Linked DNA regions of Rattus norvegicus: region 1 is linked to region 2. The links are chromatin contacts, called in public HiChIP or PLAC-seq maps. All regions are on one chromosome and are shown on one strand. The core of a region is the stretch at or near the end of the contact, and the rest is flanking DNA. Distances in the headings are between cores, read along the strand shown.

What was found. HiChIP or PLAC-seq counts read pairs in DNA pulled down with a chosen protein or histone mark.
Region 1: a contact with region 2 is called in an H3K27ac HiChIP or PLAC-seq map of oligodendrocytes, with 6 times the contacts expected there. The contact joins the promoter of Lca5 here to the promoter of Phip in region 2. A contact is called at or near these places in 1 of 12 Hi-C or Micro-C datasets (frontal cortex) and 1 of 1 datasets of contacts at active chromatin or transcription factors (oligodendrocytes).

Annotation. Positions count from the first base shown.
Region 1 is chr8:93,243,564-93,247,751 of GRCr8, forward strand. Lca5 (lebercilin LCA5) reads right to left here and starts at 2,851. Exons shown (of 8, transcript NM_001393917.1): 1 at 2,764-2,851. The region is part of intron 1 of LOC134480083 (a long non-coding RNA gene); the gene reads left to right.
Region 2 is chr8:92,768,058-92,772,523 of GRCr8, forward strand. It overlaps Phip (pleckstrin homology domain interacting protein), which reads right to left and starts at 2,964. Exons shown (of 40, transcript NM_001427740.1): 1 at 2,781-2,964; 2 at 2,617-2,675; 3 at 2,458-2,487; 4 at 2,207-2,266. The coding sequence starts at 2,820.

The DNA of each region.
Region 1 (4,188 bases), core at 1,601-4,100, 480 kb after region 2:
TCAAATTGCAAATAGTTCCTAAGCACAGGAAATGTAGACCATCAGACTTGAGCTATACGGCAAGCGCAGTATGTATGTGGGACGTCCGTGTTTACTGCTATAGCACTCACAATAGCCAGGGTATGGACCCGTCTGGATGTTCATCAGCAGAGGGTATTGTAAAGAAAACAAGGCAGCTGTGCGCAAAGCAAGTGTACGCACTGTACACACGGCAGTGCAGGAAAATGGATGGAACTGGAGGTTGTCCAGGTTATTTAAGTAAGCAAATATCCCATGTGTTCTCATTTGTAGAATCTAGGCATCTATTTCTATATGATGAGAATGGAGGAACAGGTCTAAAGGAAGTCAGCAGGAAGACAGGGCAGTAAGATTCATTTTCTTTGAATAGTAACCAAAACCTTTTACATGCATAGCACATGAGTTCTTGAAATTTTAATACACACACACTTTAATGAATCATTTCTATTATTGGTTATGTGGTTATCCGGCTAACTTTACCTGCTTATATTTTTGTATGCTTATTGAAGAATATGTGCCTCACATTATGTAAATGGGGGACAATCTGGTTTGAAATGAGTACACTGGCTGTGACCATCACGAAGGAATGAATGAGGCTGGGTCAGGGCAAGCTACAATCACAGGCAGGTTTCTGACAGAAACAAGGGATCTTTAGGAAGGTTAAAGCACTTAGACATGAGCTTTACAGAGTTCCACCTTAACCCAAGAACCAGAGTCTGAGCTACAGTGGCAAAGCTAGGGACACGGGGCTTCAAAGTGATGCTGGAGATACGGAACATGCCAGCCTTGGTGATGGACTAAATTCAGAGTATGAGGAGAAGAACCAGGATGGATTTCAAAGTTTTGGACTTGTAAGACTGGATGCAAATGATATCATCTGGCTACGTGGGGTTTATCAGGCATACTGAGTTCCAGGTACCTGTGGGCAGGTTAATCCAATCAGAAGTATCTACAATTACCTACATAGAAGTTGGAGAGATGCAAAATTGGGGGTGTGCTAGTAAATTATAGACAGTAGACGCCAAGAGGAAGGATGGAGTTGGCCAAGAAAACTATGGGATGAAAACAATGGAAGGCTGAGTTGTGGCAGGGGAGGGGTGTCCCCACAACTTGACAACGGGAGGGACTGCTTGGGCCTTTGTCTAGCAAGTCTCACAGAAGTGGTTCTGGGAGGTTAAAGAGATGCAGCTTTGGAAATATTTCTTTTCCACAGGCATCAATTGCTTTTGACCTCTGAATGACAGTTTATCAATTTAAAGAACTGAAGCAAACTTATCTTTCCTGCCATACATTTCAATAAGCATACTAACCAATATGCATGAAATCAGAGTGAAATACTGTAAATAGTAATGTCAAATTGGACTGTGGAAAGAGACTGGAAAGGATACAGATTAATGAGCGTGAGAAAAATGAAACCTCCATTTACCTTTTCCTTCATGTCTGTAGCTCTCCCACCCCAACCCTCATCATTTAAATGACTTTTTAAATTATGTTTGATTGATTGATTGTTTGTTTAATTATTAGTTACTTATGTTGGTGTTTTGATGAATGTATGTGAGTGCACCATGTATATAGTTCCGGGTGCCCAGAAGGACCAAAAGACAGCATAGGATTCCCTGGAACTGGAGTTACAGACAGTTGTGAGCTGCCATGTGGCTGCTGGGAATCAAACCTAGGACTTCTGCAAGAGTATAGTACTCTTGCTTGTTGAATCATCTCTCAAGCCCTAAATTATGACAGTTGATCCCAAAGACATCTAACCCTGAATGTACGTTGGGCATAAGTATGTATGTGGTCAAGCATACTCTGCTTAGGCAAAGAGTTAAGACCCTCAAACTCCGGGTGGAGATGAGCAGGCAGGAGCTGGCCCATGACAGGGGGGAAAACGCACAAAATCAATCCTAAAAGAAAATCTACTTTCATAAAACCTTCCTCCATACCCCCCACCCTACTTACCCAAATGTAGACCTCCTTAAAATTAATCCTCACAATGTGTCTGCACTGCACCCCTCCTCTGGGGGAAAAAAATACTGCCACTACCAACGTGTTACCAACCAAAGATGCCATTACTTTTCAAGCCCATGAAGTGATTAAGAATTTACATTCTGGTGAAATGGACCAGCCCTTCACACTGGGAAACACTGTTCCCTTGTTCAGCTAGCGCGAAACAAAAGGCATCTGTATTCACCACAACTCAGTTATGCCAACAGGTAGGTTTTGCTAACTACCTTTATTCGCTTCATTCCATCATCCCTCAGTGATGTATAAAATTAATCCACAGCCTAGACCAAAGTGCCTCTCCCCTTTAACGACAGTGTAACAATAATATCCTAGACTGTTCCAGAGTCTCTGAAAGGCTCCGCGCGCCCTTCTTTCCCATCCCGATCTCCACCAGCCTCCTGAGGTTTCTTTCTGGTAACTTCGCTCTTCTTTGGATCGGTCTGCACATGCTTTCCTCCTGCTTTGTGGGGCTAACAAATCCCACCCTCTCAACTTTCTCTCGCTCCTGTCCAAAGCCGCTTCAGCCGTCCAATCCCGCCCCGCCCCGCCTTACCCCATCAAGTCCATCCCCCGGCCGCAGACCACTTCTCTCCGCTGCCGCCCGCCCCTCGCCCTCTAAGCTGGTACCTCCTGCACCTGCCCGGATCATGGGCCGATCCCCGAATCCGACTGACAGCCCCGGCCCGAGACCTAGAGTACCCGGACGCTGCAGACTGCGGCTGCGGGGAGTTTAAACTCACTCACTGTAGGGACCACGGCTGCGGGCGGCGGCTCGGCGGCTTCGGCTCCCGGGCAACGGAGCGGAGGCCCAGCTTGCACCGCGGGAGGACCGACCTCCGCCCCCCCGAGTTCCCATTGGTTACTAACTGCATACGGCCATTTCTATTGGTTACTGTGGCATCGGAAGGCGGGATGGCGAGACGAGAGGCATCAGCCATTGGTCCGCAGCTGAGGCGGGGACCACGACCCGCGAGGACTGTTGCTTCGCGGAGCCCCGGACTGAACGAAAGAATGCCAATCCTTCTGGAAGAGGGACGCCGACTCGGGAAAGGGTCTGTGAAACTGGCCACTGGACAAAATCCTTGAAAACTGCCCCGATTTCTTTCTGAATATTTTGGATTTCGTTATAAAGAAATCATAATATAGTTTTCTAGTTCCGCTGAAATTGATCTGTAGGAGGATGTGCTCCTGCCTGGGTTCTGGGCTTTCTTGAGACAACGCATCTTAAATATGGCTTGAGTGGGATTTTTAAGTTCTGAAGGAAATTTGGGGCTAAAGGATAATGGGAACACGTTTGAGCAGAATTACGTTTTTGAAGGAAATATTCCTAAGTGCATGCCAGTGGGCGAAGGGTGACTGATGGCTAATTTTTCTTTTAAATTTGACAGCTCACACTAAGCAGCATTAATTGCAGTAGGCAAAGATGCTATAAAGAAAATCTTTTCCACGGGGGCTTTGAAGCTCTCTGAGCTTCTCATCCAGACTGTTTAAGGCTACTCAGTGTCTCTCTGGTTTCAGTTTTGAACTGCAGATCAAATTCTTTGATGCAAATATATTCTAATCTGTTGCCCATTAAAGATCATCGTTCCCAATTTCTCCCCTCACTTCGTTTTTATCCCCCTTCAAGTAACAGACTACTTACCTAAATACTGTAAATGTACTTTTCTATGTGTTTTCTTATGTAATTTCCTATGGTACACAGTTTGCCTTAGGAGGTAGCAATTGTCCTTTAGTGAAAATAAAAGGACTCCCGCAAACTGCCATGAAGTCCGTCGTATCCCATAGTTCAGTCCCATAGTTCTATGTCAAAATAGCTTACTGTTGTTACTGACAGAGTTAACAGAAAGTAGTTGAACCATAAATAAAGAAGTATTCTGCCATCTCCCTGGATGACTGCCCCCCACCCCCTCCCGAGAAGGTTTGTTCAACTCAGAGACAGCCAACAACTGTGACAGCTGGGCATGCAGAATGTTCTAGGCTGTATGATCCCATTCTGTTTCAACCCATGACTTAGATATTGTTAGTTGTCATTTATGTTCCAGAAAAGAGATTCAAGGAGTAGTAAGTGATGAGGTCAGGAGAGAACCACATGGCTATTAAATCCCAAACCTAGCATCTTTGGAGTGCTTCTCTAGCCTGGCAATAGTGTTACCGGCAAGTCAAAAAAAA
Region 2 (4,466 bases), core at 1,714-4,213:
CCAATATGTTAAAAAACCTGACAGTCAAAATATTTTAAAGCTACCTAAAATCAAAATTAAAGTGACATATAAAGCTAACCCATGCTCTCCCACACCTCGGCGTATAGCTTAATGGACCGGCAAGCACTTCAAGGGTGCCCTGCATCCAGTGCAGTCCTATGTTGAGTAAACGAAAGAGAGCAGGAATCAAACTCAAGTTCCAGTAAGAACTTTATCCTATCTTTAGAGTAAAGCCATCGCTGACTGCTGAGGTAAAAACCTCTCAAGGAAAACAGGTGGCTTTTGGTAAATAACATACTGACAATGACAGTTTATGAAGTTTGAAAAACCTGAATACAAATATTTCATCTTACCAATATTTGAGCCTAAGAACCATCTCTAAAATTACATTTCAGGATACAAAGTGATATTCTTACATTCCTACCCAGATTAACCATTACCAGTATTTGGTCAAAAACACTATTAGATGTTTCATTCAAAAAAACACAAGTTCAAAGTCTATGAAGTAGGCAAGACAGCCATTTTCAGTGACTTGGAATTTGTGGGGTTTTTAAAGAAAGGAAAAGATGAGTTTGGTTTTAAAAGAAAAGCTCTATGGTTGTAATAGTATTTTTTAGACTTGTTTTTTCTTAAACAGCCCGAAAGGCAAGGAAATACACTCAAGATTTTTGTAAAAAGCATAAATGTAAAAATTTCCAATATTGCAAATGGTAAACTCAGGAGTTTACTTCAAAATTTCAATCACTTTGGACCAAGTAACTAACTGAACTTCCCTAATTCGATACTTGGAAATTACCTTGGAAGCACGGAAATAAAAACATTCTCTATTAAGTTTCTAAAGCCTAAACGATCAGGGTAATCAGTATATATTAAATCATAAAACATACACACAAAACCTATTCGACTCTTACCCAAAACCAAGCAAAAGCTATCAAGATCATGCCATGCCATCACTTAAAAGACTTGCATTCTGAACTACTAAAACTGCCTCATCACTACAGCCTTTCGAGCATTAGTAATTACAACTACCTTTAAGAGTCACAAACATCTCAAAAATTTTTTATACATTGTCTAAATTTCAACTGCTCAACGGGTCCTGCTGTGACATGCATATGCATATGCACATGCATACGAACAACTAACTATATATTAACTAATGTCTTAGGCAAAGAAGATGCTGTGAAAACTACAGCTCCTTTACTGAATGAAGTAAACTAACAGCAAGGCTTTACCTTACCATTCACAATACTCGTGATAGCTCCATTTTTGGAAAGCAATTATTTGCAAATTATTGCCTTTGAAAACTCACAAACTATAAAAACGTTATTTTTTAATCAATTAAACGAAAACATCTCAATATAAACAAAAACGTAAAAGCCAAAGTCCATCACAGGGCAACTATGCAGATAAAAATCACAACTCTTTAATGCCCTCTATAAATGACTTTTAATAAAAGGTAATATACACCCCCCCAAAATCAACAAAATTAGGAAACGCCTATTAAAACTTCCAGGTTTATACTTCGGCCGATCTGTTTGTATAATGCACAGTGTGCCGCTGGATGACTACCATCAAACATATCAGAACGCCTCCAACCAAAAAGATTTTTTTAAAAAATTAAAAATCTTGGTCTGAATATACAGAAAACAAAAGGAAGAGGGGGGGGGGTAAAGAGAAAAAAAAATCTTGCCAAGGTTCCACCGGGGCTCAAAGGCCTTCTTGTGAAATGCTAATGCCACTTCGGAGCAGTTAGTCACCAGCTATTGTGTGGGTCTGGAGAAAGCTGAGCCGGCCGCGCTTGCAGAGCAAGCGAGGAGCTGGCGAGCGCGCTCTCTAGGCTTGCGCCGCTCCCGCTGCCGCCGCCGCCGCCGCCGCCCCGCGCGCGCGCACCCGCGCCCGCGCGGATACGCGCGCCGGCCCCTCCTCCTCCGGCCTTGCACTGCACAACACTCATGACGTATCTTTATTTCTAGCACATTAACAAAATATCACAAATAAATTGTCCGCGGCCCCTGCGGCCCCGGGGCGTCCGCACCCCCGACCGCCGCCCCCCGCAGTCCCCGCTCCAGCCTCCCAACCCTCCCCGTGGCCTTTGCAGCTTTCCCGTTCTGGGGCCAAGTTTTTGTCTCTGTAAAAAATTGCGGGAAATTCAATTTTTATTCGACTCAGGGAAAAGTTTCTTTGCAGTGCGCTGTGAATGTCTCACCAGATTCTGGTAGGTCCTGGGGTGCTCCTTCCCGGTCCAGTCGGTGCGCCGGGGCAGCAGCTGCGGGGACAGGACGCCCGGTGAGCGCGGCCCCCAGCCCGGCCCGCCGCCGCTCCCCTCCCCAGCCCGCCCCGCGCCCCGCCGGGGACCCCCGCGCCCCACGTCCCGCGCCCCGCCGGACACCCGGGCTTGCGCAGCGGCCGGGGAAGGCCGTGCGGCGGCGGGACAGCGCCGGGCCGCCGCGCCCTTACCTCCTTCTCGGCCACTTCGCGGATCAGCACCTGCAACAACAAAGCGGGGACGCTGAGCCCCGCGCCCCGGGCCGCGGCCCCGCCGCCGCCGCCGCCCTCCCCCACGCCCGCGGGCGGCCACCGCGAGCGCCCGCCCGGCCCGCGCCGCGCGCCGCCTACCTGAGCCGCCTGCTGACAGGGTCCATCTTCCAGGAACCGGGCGATGAGGAAGTAGAGCTCTGCGCGGGAGAGAAGGACGGGGAGACACGGGCTGAGCGGCCGCGGGGGGCGGGGGCCCGCGGGCGAGTCCGCCCGGCGCGGCGGCCCCGCAGCTCCCGACTTACCCGATCGCAGCTCCGAGAGGCCTTTCCTCTCACGAGACATGTTTGCGGGTCACTTCGGGGCCGCCGGCGGGACACCCCGCCGCCGAGGGGAAGCGGGGACGGTGCCGCCGCCTGCCCTGTAGCTGTCAGTGTGTGCTCACGAGCCGAGCCTCGGCTCCACCATTCAAGCAACGGCGGCGGAGGCGGAGGAGGAGGAGGAGGAAACAACAACTCTCAGGCAGCGGCCCCGGCTGCGGCCGCCTCCGCCGGGATCCCTCCGCCACAGAAAGGAGTCCGCGCCTTCGCGGCCCGCTCTCGCCGCCCCCGCCCCCCGCGGGAAAAGGAGTGCCTCGGCCTAGGCCTGCGCCCGCGCGGTCGCCCCTCCGCGCGGCCCGGGCCACGACTTATTTATTTATTTCCGGCCCGAGAAGATGCCGGAGCCGAAGCGGCGGGCTGCCTGGCAGGCGCTTTCTCTAAGGAGGCCGCCCGCGGGAGGGAGAAAGGGAGGGAAGGAGGGGGCCGGCACGGCTGCGCGGAGGGATCTGACGCACACGGAGCCGCAGCACAGGCTCTATTCAGCGGCGCTGGCTGGGCTGAGATGGAAGTTAGTTTCTATGTAGCAGAAATAGGAAACAAATGAAGCAAAACTGCCCAAAGAGGGGAAATGCCGGGAGGACGGGGCTCACTCTCACGCACGCACAGAGAGACTCAGGGAGCACTCTCAAGCTGGGCCAAGTCGGGATCGCGCCGCCCTGCCCGACTTGAACGCTAGTGTTTGCTTCCTGTCTTGCCATGTGCATGTGTATAAATGCTGCGGATTGGCATCCGTGTAAGTCTTGTCCTGCGATATTTCTGCAGCCTGGGCAAGTGTTGTGTAATTTATTGGAGTGCCGTGGGTTGCAATAGAGGTTCGGGCTGCTTTTTTTTGTGAGCTACTTGCGTTCTGCAAACCCGTTATTCCCTGAAGCCACCTCTGCATATTTCTTTTATTACTACCATCGCCTGAAGCGTTCGTTTTCTTTTTTAAATGTTTTTGTTTTGATAAACGGGCAAGAGGAACTCCAGATTTGTACTTCAGCTCATCTCCTCCCTCCCCCATTACAAAAAGGCTAGTGATGGCTAATTAGGGATTTGGAAGTGAAGAACCTTAAAGCTTTTTAAAGTGTTTACAAGAAGAGCTAATATAAACCTGAGGGAAAGGAAAGGGCGCTAGCTAATACTTATCTCTAACTGATATGGAGGTAAATTACTGACCGGTCGATAACCTACCGAAGGTTATTGAAAGAGTATATTACAGTTTGGCAAAGGTGATTAGTGGTTAAATAATTTAAATTATCTGTGTATCTTGCAGTTGACTTCGTCATGCTAATTAATGGCTTCTAATTTATGGTGTAAACCATTCCTGTTTACAGTTAATCACGGGAGGACTTCTTAAAAACTGGCGAAAAGCAGAAACAAAAATCTTCCGTAAATCCTAATGTAATTACAGGTTTTATATGATACATCGTTCATCTGTGTTTTGCTGATGAGGATAGGGGCCTTGTTATTTTTAAAACGAATATGGGTGAAATTAATGGGAACAATGGAAAAGGCCGTTTGTTAGAAAACAAGGACACCGAGTGATATTTATCTCCAGATGAATTAAGCACTTTCCAAAAAGACTTTGAGAGTTCAATTTTTTTTAAAGGTTGGCATTTTAGAGAGAAT